2 separate regions of the Anas platyrhynchos genome follow, and region 2 is linked to region 1. Evidence: chromatin contacts called from public Hi-C data. All regions are on one chromosome and are shown on one strand. The core of a region is the stretch at or near the end of the contact, and the rest is flanking DNA. Distances in the headings are between cores, read along the strand shown.

What was found. A called contact is a pair of places that touch in the nucleus more often than the background predicts.
Region 2: a contact with region 1 is called in a Hi-C map of F1 follicle, with 2.0 times the contacts expected there. The contact joins the promoter of PCNX1 here to the enhancer-like site in region 1. A contact is called at or near these places in 4 of 8 Hi-C or Micro-C datasets (F1 follicle, liver, skeletal muscle and 1 more).

What each region holds. Positions count from the first base shown.
Region 1 is chr5:36,242,475-36,249,152 of IASCAAS_PekinDuck_T2T, forward strand. PCNX1 (pecanex 1) reads right to left here. Exons shown (of 36, transcript XM_038179407.2): 9 at 911-1,001. Among named protein-coding and RNA genes, the nearest start is that of PCNX1, 43 kb to the right of the region's middle. Within about 2 kb of position 1,922, at least 2 of the 8 cell types and tissues checked have an H3K27ac peak or open chromatin away from gene starts, as enhancers often do. A contact at or near this core is called in F1 follicle, where this site is marked.
Region 2 is chr5:36,287,522-36,293,377 of IASCAAS_PekinDuck_T2T, forward strand. PCNX1 (pecanex 1) reads right to left here and starts at 1,287. Exons shown (of 36, transcript XM_038179407.2): 1 at 936-1,287. The coding sequence starts at 1,088.

The DNA.
Region 1 (6,678 bases), core at 672-3,171:
TTGGATGTGACCCATTTGTTCCTTCCATTAGCACGTACAGCTTCATAACGGCAGCCATCAGCAAAGCCATTGCATCTGGAACATGCAAGCAGCAGAGGCAGGCATTGGCAGCTTTGTGCAAGGAATACAGAACTTTTTCCTCAAAGTTCCACTCTACAGGAAGCACTTGCACACTTTCACAGGAAAGATTTGAAGACGGGAGCTTTGAAATCCATTACTCCTTAAATCCAATAGCTATTCCACCTACATGTGGTAGGAGTTTTTAAACATTCAGCATGATGCAGTAATTTCAGAGCAGTTCTAGATAGTGAAGCAGATTTTGAAGGGAAGGCTTTGGTTTGTTTTTTCCTTCTTCTGCCTCCTGTCCCTACAGAGAAAGGAAGCGTATCTTTCCAAGAGCAGATGAACTTTCCAGTACATAGCTGGCTATTTCAACTGTAAATCAAATTTTTACCACAGGCATCTTAAGACTTCCCTGTATTGTTTCATGCCATCTATGAACTCAAGAACAAATTTATCAGTTTACATTTGCTTCACAATTGGAAGTTCACTTTTAAATAAGTTAATAGCTCCCTACTTTCCACAAACCTGGGATAAATTCTTTAAGGAAGACTCCCATTAAGCCAATCAAAAATGCATTTGTCAAACTCTTGGTCTGGACATTTACTGCTGAAACTAATATTAATCTTCATTTTCCAGGATTTGCTTAAGTGGAAAAGATTATTTAGGCAATTAGCGTCATCTTCTACTAAAAATCACTTAGGTTTCAAAAGGAAGAATACATGGAAAACTCTTTAGACTTTTTTTTTCTGGTAGTTTGTACTAAATAACCTTTTAAAATTAAAAAAAAAAAAAAAGATTTTGTTACAGTAAGACAAGAATCACCACTCTTGACTGGCTTCACACACACCAGATGTTAGATGCTCTTCTTGCAGCTGGCTCAAAGTTCACAAGTGACATGTCGCAGCCCCCTGTCTCGTAGAGCGTAGAACTGAACTTACCTGTTAAAGAAAAGGTGAAGAACAGGTCAAAATTTCATGGCGTTTAATCCCACTAGCACTACGTTTCTACACATTAGCTTACTAGACATCAATTTAGATATTTAAATTTATATCAGTGTCAGAATATAAAATGTGGTAACACATGAATGTGTCACCAGTGCAGACAAGATGTTAGCTACTCAGCCTTTTTTCACACAATTTTACACGACATATACACAGTAAACTGCAATAGTTGAATTCAACTAAGAGTTCATATTTACAAGATGTCACCATTAATGCATCAGAAGTGCAATGTAAGCTCCCCCTCTCCACCCCTCCTTACAGGATAAGCAGGAAAACAACTTGCCATGATCTCCGCCTTCACTTCTTCCCCCCCGCCCCAGGAAAACAATCAGTGAATCACACACTACTAGCATTTTGGAATCATGGCATTAAACTGCAACAGAAATTCCTCACACGTCCAAATTAAAATTCTTTCGAGGTACGTGTCTATTTGGAAAGAAACACAAAGGGTGGAAAAAAAGTGACCAGGCATGCTTCATTAGTTATACCTCTAGAAAAAAGACTTAAAAAAAAAAAAAAAAAAAAAAAAAAGGAATGACAGGCAGAGATTTATTCTACAAACCAGAAGCAAACACTGCAGTGTAAGATCAGAAGACTGCGAACTAAGTTCAGAGATAAACCATGATGGTTAATGGAGTTCCAGAAACTGTACGTTTCCTTAAATCATTAAAAGCTTTTTGACAGAACAATATGAAGTCTACTCCTAAATATACAATTAGCAAAGAAGTACCCTGAGATTATAACTCAAACCTTACTCACAATATGATGTTTTTACAGTGCCCTTCTCTCCACAACAGTCTGATCATAGAGATAAGCACTGCAATTTCCCCTGAAGGTCAGTTTAATATATTCCAGCTCTGAACGCAGGAAGCTGATTCTGAAGTTGTAATCACCTCATACATGGTGCCCTGCCAACTTCTCCATCTCTTCCAGCTCTAAAGCCTTCTTCACTCAACTCACAATGCAGAGTGTGCAGTATTTTAAGAACTGCTTACACAACACAAAAAAGAAATCCCACTGCGGAGCATCTCAAGCAAAAACCGTGTACATCTCTCAGCTGCACGTCCTGCAGCCCTTCCCCTTGCTGATACGGGATAACATGTAGTCCTGGGAGAAATACTCAACAAGCTAGGAGCTTCCAATCTTTCCACTGTCTGTAAGAACACAACCTGCTTCTGTTCAATGTTGTTTTCTTTATGAAAAAGAAAAAACACTGCTTCCTACTCCAGATTCTCTTCAGATCCACAGACAATTAAGTTTCATGTATAGGTGAAACTAAGCAAAAACACTGGCATATTGAAAACACCTGCACAGGTTTTTTTGCCCTCCGAGGGGGCACTGTAGACCAGCTGTACACACACATACTGCAGCTGTGCTCAGAAAGAAAAGAGCACTCTGACCCGAGAGCCACCCCGTTCAGCAGTCACGTACACAAGGCAGTAACACAACCGCTCTCCCCCAGTATTTACTTACGTCTGCTACAGGTATTTGTAAGGACACACAAAGTAGAAAATTCGTTTGTTAGGGTATCTGGGAGGGGGGTTTCTATTTTTGACTAGTTAGGTATCCTTGGGTTTTTACAGTTGATGCTGAAGTTCTACGATTAACCTAGTACAATACATTAGGAACCTTCCTCCCCACAACTAAAAGCCCCAGAAATACAGGAGGTTTTCTAAACTGCAACAGTTAAAAAAAATACAAATTCAACAGCAACCAAAGACTTCAGATTCTAGTCAGCACACAGTTAGACATAAGCTATTAGGAAAAAGCCCCTAACAGAAACAATCGTGTCTGGGTTATTTACATTCTTCGTGTTCCTGCACTACTGAACTGAGAGCCTGGAAATTTAATTGATTTCTCCAGTAATGAAGTGCTGGTCACAGAAACTAGACAGTATTACTTACAAGACGGAACTTCCCATTCTCTCAGGCTGAGATACTACATCAGCTATGTTAGTTTCAAAAGACATTTACCAAACTGTATCATACATAAAGTATGTGTTTGAAAAGGCTTGAAAAGGCTTCAAAACTTGAAAAGTTTAGTGTAAAAAATCCCCATTAGGAAGTATCTACAGTTTCCTCAGACCCAATTCATTTGAGTCTATCAAAATTTACTGCATTTATGTTGCTGATACAAATGCTGCAGGGCTGTGGTAGGATAAAATAAATCTGGTTAATAGGGATGTAGCAGATGATTCCAGACAGACAGCCAACTCACTTCTGATTATTCACATTACAAATGACAAAGTGACTCAGGTTTGGCCATGCTTTCAATTCACCCCTCTACTAAAATAGACTTCCTAATGAAAGTTGGCTCACTGTCATGGCTCCTCAATATAATAAGTGTTGCCCCCCACCTTTTTGAAAATCAAAATCCAGAAAAAAGAATTAACTCCCCCAAAGCAGAAGAGATTACAGAACTACCCACTGGTGCTGAGGAAGCCAGCCCTACCAAGCCATACGGTGTGACAGCAAATTGACTGAACTCCAAGTCCCGTCAGTGGAATTGTTCTCACGTGGTGTGAGGTAACAGCAGCTTCCTCGCAGCAATCTGAAAGTCTTCCGAGGGATCCCAATGCTCACAAAATGCACCATGCATGGATGTACCAGCATTTGTTAGTCACTCTAGTGATTCCTCTCCCACGGCATTCTCCGAAATATTTTTGACAGCATCACACTGAAGCAGCTTAAGGTTCTCTCTTTCTAAGGACTGTAGTTTTATCAAGTTGTGAACAGAGGCAGACAAAGCCATGTTTTACAAATAAAGAAATACAGACAGGGTTTGTATGCTAAACAGAAGTGCTTGTAAGTTCTCACACCCCCTTGAAAGGGGAGCTGTGAGTTCTTCCCAGCCCAAGCCACCCCAATGACGTTCTGCTTGGAGCACGTTACACAACTACCTGACCACTCAGGCATACAACCCTGAAATGCTCTTTCATTTTGACGTGAGGTGAAGAAGAGATGAATGCTCTTCCTTTGAAACCAACTTTCTCGTTTCGAAGGACAAAGGTGCCTCACCTCTGAGCCCACAGCCAGCCACGTAACAGTTCACACACTGCACACACTGATGTTCCTGCAGTTATGGGACTCCCTGAAAGCAGCAGGCTGGTGAGCGTATGGACAAAGAGGAAACCTGGAAGACTTCAGTGGCTCAACGTCTGCCTGAAATGGTAGTCTGTTTTCAATGTTTCCTTGCTTCCAGCTAATACATACTGTTGTTTCAAACCTCTCAAACAACTTCTGAATGTTGCTAACAGTATTTGCACGTGTGAAGTCCACATCATCATTAGGATCATTAACATGTTGTAATAAATAGCATGCAAATGTTTTTCAAATCCTATTCCTGACAACCAACAAAGCCATCCGAATTTGATTACTCTGTAGCATGCAAGGAAGTAACATTTTCAATACTACAGCTGAAGGTAAATTTTGACCTTTGAAGCTTACAAATCCTCGGTTTGGACACTTCAAAGCAGTTCTTTTTATTCTAAATGAAGTTTGTTGAAAGGGTAACTTGTCTATTATGCACAACTCCACAAACTACAACAGGGATATTTTCAATAAGAGCAATGGGAAATGATTATTTGCCTTCTACTCATACCTTTGAAAATGTTCCCCCATCCATCCCAAATAAATTAAGTCTACTTAATTATAAAAGAAGTATTGAGAAACTGATTCTAAACTGTTTCAATCAAATAATTGATCTGCATACATATGTACTGTTAGAGGCAGCACGGGAAGCTTTGATCCTCAACAATACCACCCAACTGCCTTCATAAATTAAAATATTTCAATAAATCTGAGGTATTATCACATGCATGTATGTGATACAACCAGAACTGCCAAAAATCACAGTGTAATTATCAAGCTCTAGATGATTAGATTTCTTAATCACAGAAGCAATATACCTAGCGAAGAAAAAAGAAGACCTAAGAGATTACTTAAGAACAATAACCTGTTATTTCATCCAAGTTTCAAAAATTGAGCACCTCTTCTAGTAGTTCAGTACTTGGATTATAAAATACTTCACAAACTTTAACTGCCTTCACTGCAAGGACTCAGGAAACCCCACCCACCACCTACAACTTTCAAGACTTCGATATTTGTATTGCCACTCTACGTGCTCAAGACTGTCATTCATTTAAGTCTTTTTATACATTTTGTTGTGTGCTGTACTCACATTACATTCATCATGCCTATGATCACCACATTTGGTTTAACACCTTTCCTTTCTGTCCTGCATTCCTCTTACAGTTCTCTTTATATTCATTGCTCCACATTAAGCTTCCTTCTCCACCCGATCTCAAGCTCCTTCCGCTCATGAGGCAACAATATTATTTGCAAAAAATCTTTCTACTTCAAACCTCGAAGACTAAAACCAGTGCTCAAAGCATCTCTTTCCTCACTCAGCACAACACCCAGCAATTTTTAAAGTATGTACAGTCACTACCAGACTGAGTATAACCCAGTAAGGTTCATCCTCCCTAAAATAAGCCAACAAAATCAAGTTAACAAATATGCATCTTTAAAAACAACAAAAAAGTGCATGTCTTCAGAGCCACAGCTTTACATCAGCACATAAATGGAAAAAAAAAAAAAAAGTAGAAGCAGATACTGCATTTGTGGAAAAAAGCAGCTGTGTTTACATGACCTGTCTTCCTGATGAGGTGGAAAATGCTAATAAAATTTCAGTAAGAAAATAAATTACTGTGCATGTTATAGAGATATAAGTATTTCCTTATTTACTGTATTTGGCACTTGTATTTCCAGTTGCTGTAAATCAGGTTTGTTTTCTGTCTCATTTCCCAGCCTTCATTTTCAATATTTTCCTGCCCTGGTCAGTCCCAATGATTTCCAGTGGAAAAAGAAAGAAATTGGTCCTATTGTCCGCATTGCTTTGATTAGCATCACCATGTAAGTTAAAAAACAGAACAACTCCACACCTTCAACCTTCCTTCTACCCAACTGTACATATAAACTCTTTAAAGAAAAGTAAACAGGGTCATCATTGTGAGGTAACTTGGTACAACGGAGAAAAAACAATCGTCTGTAGACTTGAGGGAAACAGAGCAGCAGTTTTATTTCACCCCCGATTAAGGATAAAAGCCACGTACCAGCTATAAAGAAAGATAACCTCTCTCCCTGTCAATCCTGAGGGAGAAATTTGCCATGTGAAAATTTGCCCCTTTTTGTCAGCTGTTCTGCTCTAATGAAAGCATCCATCACACAAAACATACATTTTGAGGACATTAGTTCATAGTACTGAATTTTTAAAGCCTGCTGTAGAAACCAAAGTATTTGTTTTTTTTAAAAACAAAACCAAATCTTGGCTACAAAACCCGCCTTCACTCAGTGAAGGGTTCTAAAGAGATGCTTAGAGCTCCAAAACAAGAATAAATCCCTATTACATAGCAGATTTTAACCGAGCAGACCCTGCCAGTTTTGTGCCTCACAATGACAATATGCTGCCCCATAACACAATGCACATGATTTCAGAAAAATTCAGCTACGCAGGTTTCCAAAGACACCACTGCACTCTATTCCGAGTGTACAGAGGGCTTTTCTGAGAGCCTAAATGCAATGGTGAATTTCTTAAAGAATTCACTTCAATTTTC
Region 2 (5,856 bases), core at 37-2,536, 44 kb after region 1:
TAACTAAACAAACTATTCTGCTGAAACAGAAGAGCACTACTTCTGAAAAAGCTGCATTTGAGACCAGAAGGTCTCTCTCCTTCCCATCTTCAGCGGAACTCTGAGTAGATATAGATTCTCAGTTTTTATTGCGGGTGGATCTGCTTAGTGGAAAGTTTTATCTAACTGTTGTCACATCAACTTTGGTTTTAAAAGCAGTTTGTCTCAGCCTGTGGTTTCCTTGCCAGCAGTCTAAAGTTTTCAAACAAAAAGCCTTGGAGCTACCTTTTCCAAGACACAGCAGTATGAATTCAGAACTGCACGGGGCTGTAACCTCCTCTTCCACAGTAGCTAATTCGCAGCATTTCACATTCCAGATGTAAATATTGCTTTTTTCACAAAGCAAATACCAGGCCCAAGAGCTCTAAACCTTCACAACTGCACTCGTGCGGAGTTTTTCCTCCAAGGTGTCATTTGCTAGCTCATATTTTTTTACAAGGCAGTTTCTAGTTTATGTTCCCAGAGCCTCTGGACCTGGCAGATTTGCAAACTGCGTTCTGTGTCACGCCCAGGACGGGTCCCATCACACCCAAAACGATCACATTGTTCTACTGAGCAACCCGAGGTGAAATATTAGTAGTTCCTAAGTTATGTACAGCACAGGAGGGGCAACAGAAAGAAGCCTCCTTTTGCCACAGCTGGCTGTGCCCTTCCTGAAGCCAACTCCACGCGCCAGGAGCACTCCTGGGTCTGAAGGTCAGCACTTTTAATCACCGCGATCCCAGCGCCGGGTAGGTTTAACGCGAAATCACCCCAAAAACACCGGGGCCGCCCCCCGGCTGCCACAAGCGGGGATTTCTCGCGCTGCCCGTCCCGAGGGCCGGCAGCTCCGCCAGCCCCGAGAGCGGGGCTGAGGCCAGCAGCCCCCCCCCGCGGCGCGGCCCCGCTCCGCTCACCATGTAGAGGGTGAAGGGGAAGCCGAGCAGGAAGAGCCACAGGTAGAGGTGCAGCGCGTTGACCCCGGCGCCCTGGTGCGGGTCCTGGTACCAGCCGCCGCTCAGCGCCGCCCACACGCCCTGGCGCAGGATCTGCAGCACCTGCGAGCCCATGGCGGCGCCTGCTCCGCCCGCCGGGCCCCGCTCTATCCGCCCTGCGAGCCCGGGCAGAGCCGCGCACCGCCCGCGCTCCGCGACAGCCCGCACGGCCGCAAGCGCCGCCGCCGCCTCCCCAGCAACGCCGCCGCCATCTTATGTCCGGGCCCCGGGCCGCCCGCCCGCCCCCGCGCCGCCGGCAGCCCGGCAGCCCCTGCGGAGGGGGCGGACCGCGCCTGCGCACAGCCCCGCGCAGCGCCACCCGGCGGCGCGGAGGGGAGGGGATGGGGGGGGTGTGGGGGTGAGGCCCGATGGAAAAAAGGACCTCGGATGGGGCTGTCCGGCCTCGGGCAGGTGGTTCAGTGAAATAAAAGAAGGAAAATCACCTCCCCCTTCTGAAGTTAAAGGAAAATCACCTCCCCCTTCTCACTGCACGTCCATTTCCTGTCAGTACCACAGTTCACCAAGCGCCCAGAGTGCCTTGTCCCCCACCACACGGCTCCTTGTAGTGTTTTCAGCACACACAAAGTCACTTGGGTCCTTAATGCTCATCACATCCCAGCTCTTCAAGCTTCCCCCTAAATAAGCACATCCCCAAAGCCCTGCATCAGGTGGAAAGGAAGATGAGTGAAGGGGGTTTGAGAGCACCACCAAGCACTTCACAACCTATAGATACATAATGCTGAGGATCCTTCATTAAACAACTTGATTCCAGTCATATTTTAGGAAAACTAGCTTTAAAGGCACATTATTATACCATCACTCCTGTGGCAGAAGCCCCCCCAGGTTCTGTCCTGAACCCCACCCAGCCCCTCTGCCCTCCCAACAGGTATAAGGCCGGGAGCTCATCGCCCCTAATGAGGAGGAATTGCAGTGCAAAACACCCAAACACGCAGCCATGACTCACGGTGAGCACACATTTGGACCCGTGTTTTCAAGAGACTGTGCTACTGGCACAGCCCGCATTTCCCTCCCCAACAGTTAGCTAACCAATGGCAGCAGCTGGCTATTCTTGGAAAACCAGAAGATAGAAGCGACTGACTCAAAACAGATGTAGTTGATCTATTTTTTTTTTATTTGTTTGTTTCCCCAGCAGGGGAGTAGGCAGAAGGGATGGACACAAAACCCCCAACCATATCAGTTCTCTTCCCCGTTATAAACAAACAATTTTGATCATTTTTATTCAATATTGCATTTCTGATTAAGTGGTTGCTCATGGTATTTTGCAGAGGAATTTCAAAAATACTGTCTAATGGTGTGGAAATCTGAAAGGAAAAAAGGATGTCAGAGGGGGATGAAAAACAAAACAAGAACCAAAAAATCTCACAGAAGATTGTCATGGGTGAGGAGAAGGTATTCCCTCTGTTGGGAACAAAGCCAATTGTGACAAGCATCATTTACAGTAGACTCAGAAGAAAACAGAACTATGAAGCCTATATTTCAACAACATCATTTGCCAAAATACCTTTTAGAATTACAAACACAGCTGTTAAGAGATGGAGTTCTTAGGATGTGTTACCCATAAATACACTGTGATAATGTAACCATCAGGATTACGAAGCGTTAGTTCTTCCAGCTGCTGTTTCATTAACGTTACATAAAAGCCATTCACCTTCTCCACAGAAAGGAGGAAAGAGGGATAACGTTCATTAATAATGTGCCTGAAGGCTGCACTAAATGCTGTAAAAACCTTTATACTTCTCTTTAGGAGCCATTGATTGAATTTGGAGAGATTAGCCTCAGCCTTACAGTAATGATTCACGTTAAACAGTATTCCTGTGTGAGAAGATGGAATTCCCTAACCCTGCTCCTAGAATATTACTGGCTCTACCCTGATCCACAGCAGCATAACCCAGTTTAATAGAGACAGCCCTGTTCCAGAGAACTGGATCCTGGGAATATTTAGTCTGAGTCCAGTAAAATAAGCCAGAGAATCTGACATGCTTGAGAGGACAATTAAATTTCATTGTTTAGCCACTTAAATGCAGGCAGGCTGAAAACATTAAGACACAAGATGGGAAATAATATTATTGGAATCCGTCCATGCCTGAAGGTAAAACTGATAATGAGGCCAGATGTAGGCATCATTAACGAAGTACGAAAAAAATCACGACTAGCTTTTAAGAGAAACAAACTGTATCTTGCAACAGCAGTAGATTCAGTCTATGCATTGAATCTCTGCAATACAGCAAGTAACTGGCTTGTCTTCTGTACTCTACTTTAGCCTTACAATACTTCTTCAGGGTGATGGATATTACTCCCTGTACAAAGAACGTACTCTAAGAAAATTAGAACTCAATGTTGGTGAAGAGTGCGTGATTTTTAGATAAAATATTTAAAAGGGGGCATTAAGTCAGATGACTGGAGAGCAACCTATTCTTAATCCAGTATTTCTTCTATAATTTAGTATGTCCAGACTGAGGTAAAGAAATCATTTTGCTGCATAAGCCAGCGGTACACAGGAGGAGGATAACTCAAAATTGCAACTGTTATTTTGGCCTGATAATAATCCAGTTTCCTCCCATTCTTGGCATATGCACACAATCAAGTGCCCTCTTAACATATGCAGGCTATTTCAAAGACTTCTGCAGCAAACGGATATTATTGGTTCTCTTTGCATATGCCATCATAATACAGATGTGGCCAAGGAAGAATGATCTGTTAATCATATGCAGCAATGTTTTCCTTTACGTCAAGCCACACTCCAGGGGACTGAAAGGGCATTTGCCAAATCAGGGCAGTGCAATATGCGGTGCACAGTAGAAGGTAGATTATACCAAATACTCAGATGAGGTGATGACAATTTCTTGACCAATCTTATAAATACACTTTTTTTTCTTTTAGTGTATGATATTACTAGAATGGGAAGTTAATCAAGACTAAAAAAAACACTGAAATCTGCCACAGAAATACTTCAACGTGTTACCATTTCTAATAATAATATTGTAGCATGCTTTGGACTGTAAGTAGCACTTCAGTCTCTTTTACCTTTGCATTCAAGGAACTTAAGCTTTACACTTTCCCCCCCACCAGACATCTTCTGTGGAATACCCCAAATTATAATTTTAAAATTAGTTATCAATAAAATTCCTAGTTTTTATGACAAGGTAGCTTAGATATTTAGGACAAGAGGTGAAACCAAGTTAAAATTTTACCTAAATTGGGTGCAATTTTTTTATGTCCAGAAACAAGCTTATGATTGGCACTTCCTTGTAATTTTCATTGAAGTCATCATCACAGTTTGATACCAAGCTTTAAGTAGCTAATCAAACAATCAGCAGAAAATAAGAAAAACACTGATTTACTCACTTTACAATTAGGACAGGTGGTACTTCTAGTCTCCATGTTGGGCACAGCATTTGTTTTCAGATGAAGATTGACAAACTAGGCCTTTGTGGCTCATCACCAACTTTTATTTACTTCTCCCTATTGATTCCTTGTCTCAGGATCTATAGTTAGACAGCAATATTACAACCCCAACCTTCAGATCTTGCCGACACATATGTCTTTCTGTGGATTAGACACAGTATCCAAAGCTACAATTCTGACAAAATATAAGATTGAAGAAGACAAAATTCGATTCACCATGCAATTCATCAGCCTAGGAGAGAAACATATCTAGCTTTTGATTTCTTGAAGAAGCAGTAGTTAAAAATATTTATTTGCTTCTTGGTCATTAGCTGTCTTTGCACAATTTTATGTCCTGATTTTATTTCCACCATTTGCCTGAAATTGCAACCTGGTTAAAAGGGGGTTTATCTGAACCCAGAGCATCATCATAAATGGCAATAAATGTGTTTTATTCTTTCATATGAGAAATAAGAAGTAAGCTCATTTACAAGGATGATAGAAAGCAGAAAGTCATTCTACAATACTATTTGCTAGCCGGGTTTCACTGTAAGATAGTTTTCTTATAAAACCTGTCAGGAGTTTTTGTTTTTCTTTTTTTTTCTAGATTTGTTCTTAGTTATAGTAGAATAGCTTTCACCAACTGCAAGACTCCACGGAGTACATCGCCATTATGTTTACATCTGGTAGCAGCTTATCTGCTCTTTTCACAGTTTTTAAGCAAACTTCTAAGCAAGAGCCAGATCTTTCACAGACCAGACTCCCTCCCCAGCAGCTCTGCTCCCCAGTTCACCAAGTTTTGTGAGAAGTCCCACTGGATTCAGCCTTACAAGGGGATTACATTGAAATCAGTCCTGTACACTAGTCTAACTCTCAATGGGAATATAAACTCTAATTCCCAACTGGAACATAGCCCCTTCAGAGACCCCAGAAGAAGCATGCACATTTTCTAGCATTTCTGTGCAGATCAGACAGGATTTACCAGCAGGAAGGTTACATGCCAGGAGACCTCCTCTCCCTGCTGTGCTGGCAGGTTATTATTCACATCACAAAGTGCAGCCCCAGCTGTGTGCCAGGATACAGCCTGCACCCACCTGTATCACGGTCACCATACAACACACTCCCAGGTCCAGCTGCCCTTCCAGGAGGCACCCTCTCCAGGCAGACGTGGGCACACATCGCATCATTCCCTCTCCCTCAGGGTGAAAGAACACCCTTCTTCCCCTCAAATACCAAGAAACAGGAAAAAAGGTATCATTTCCCCCCCCCCCCCCATACACACACCTCTGTGACTAATAGGGCTCTCTGTAGTATTTCATAGTACTGCTTGGGGAGAGATCAATACAGTGAGTGGAGGATGCGAATTACTGGCCTGCAAACAGCTGAACCACGAAGCTCACTGTGCTGTCAATCCTGCCCTTGCAGTTTGTCTCAGCTG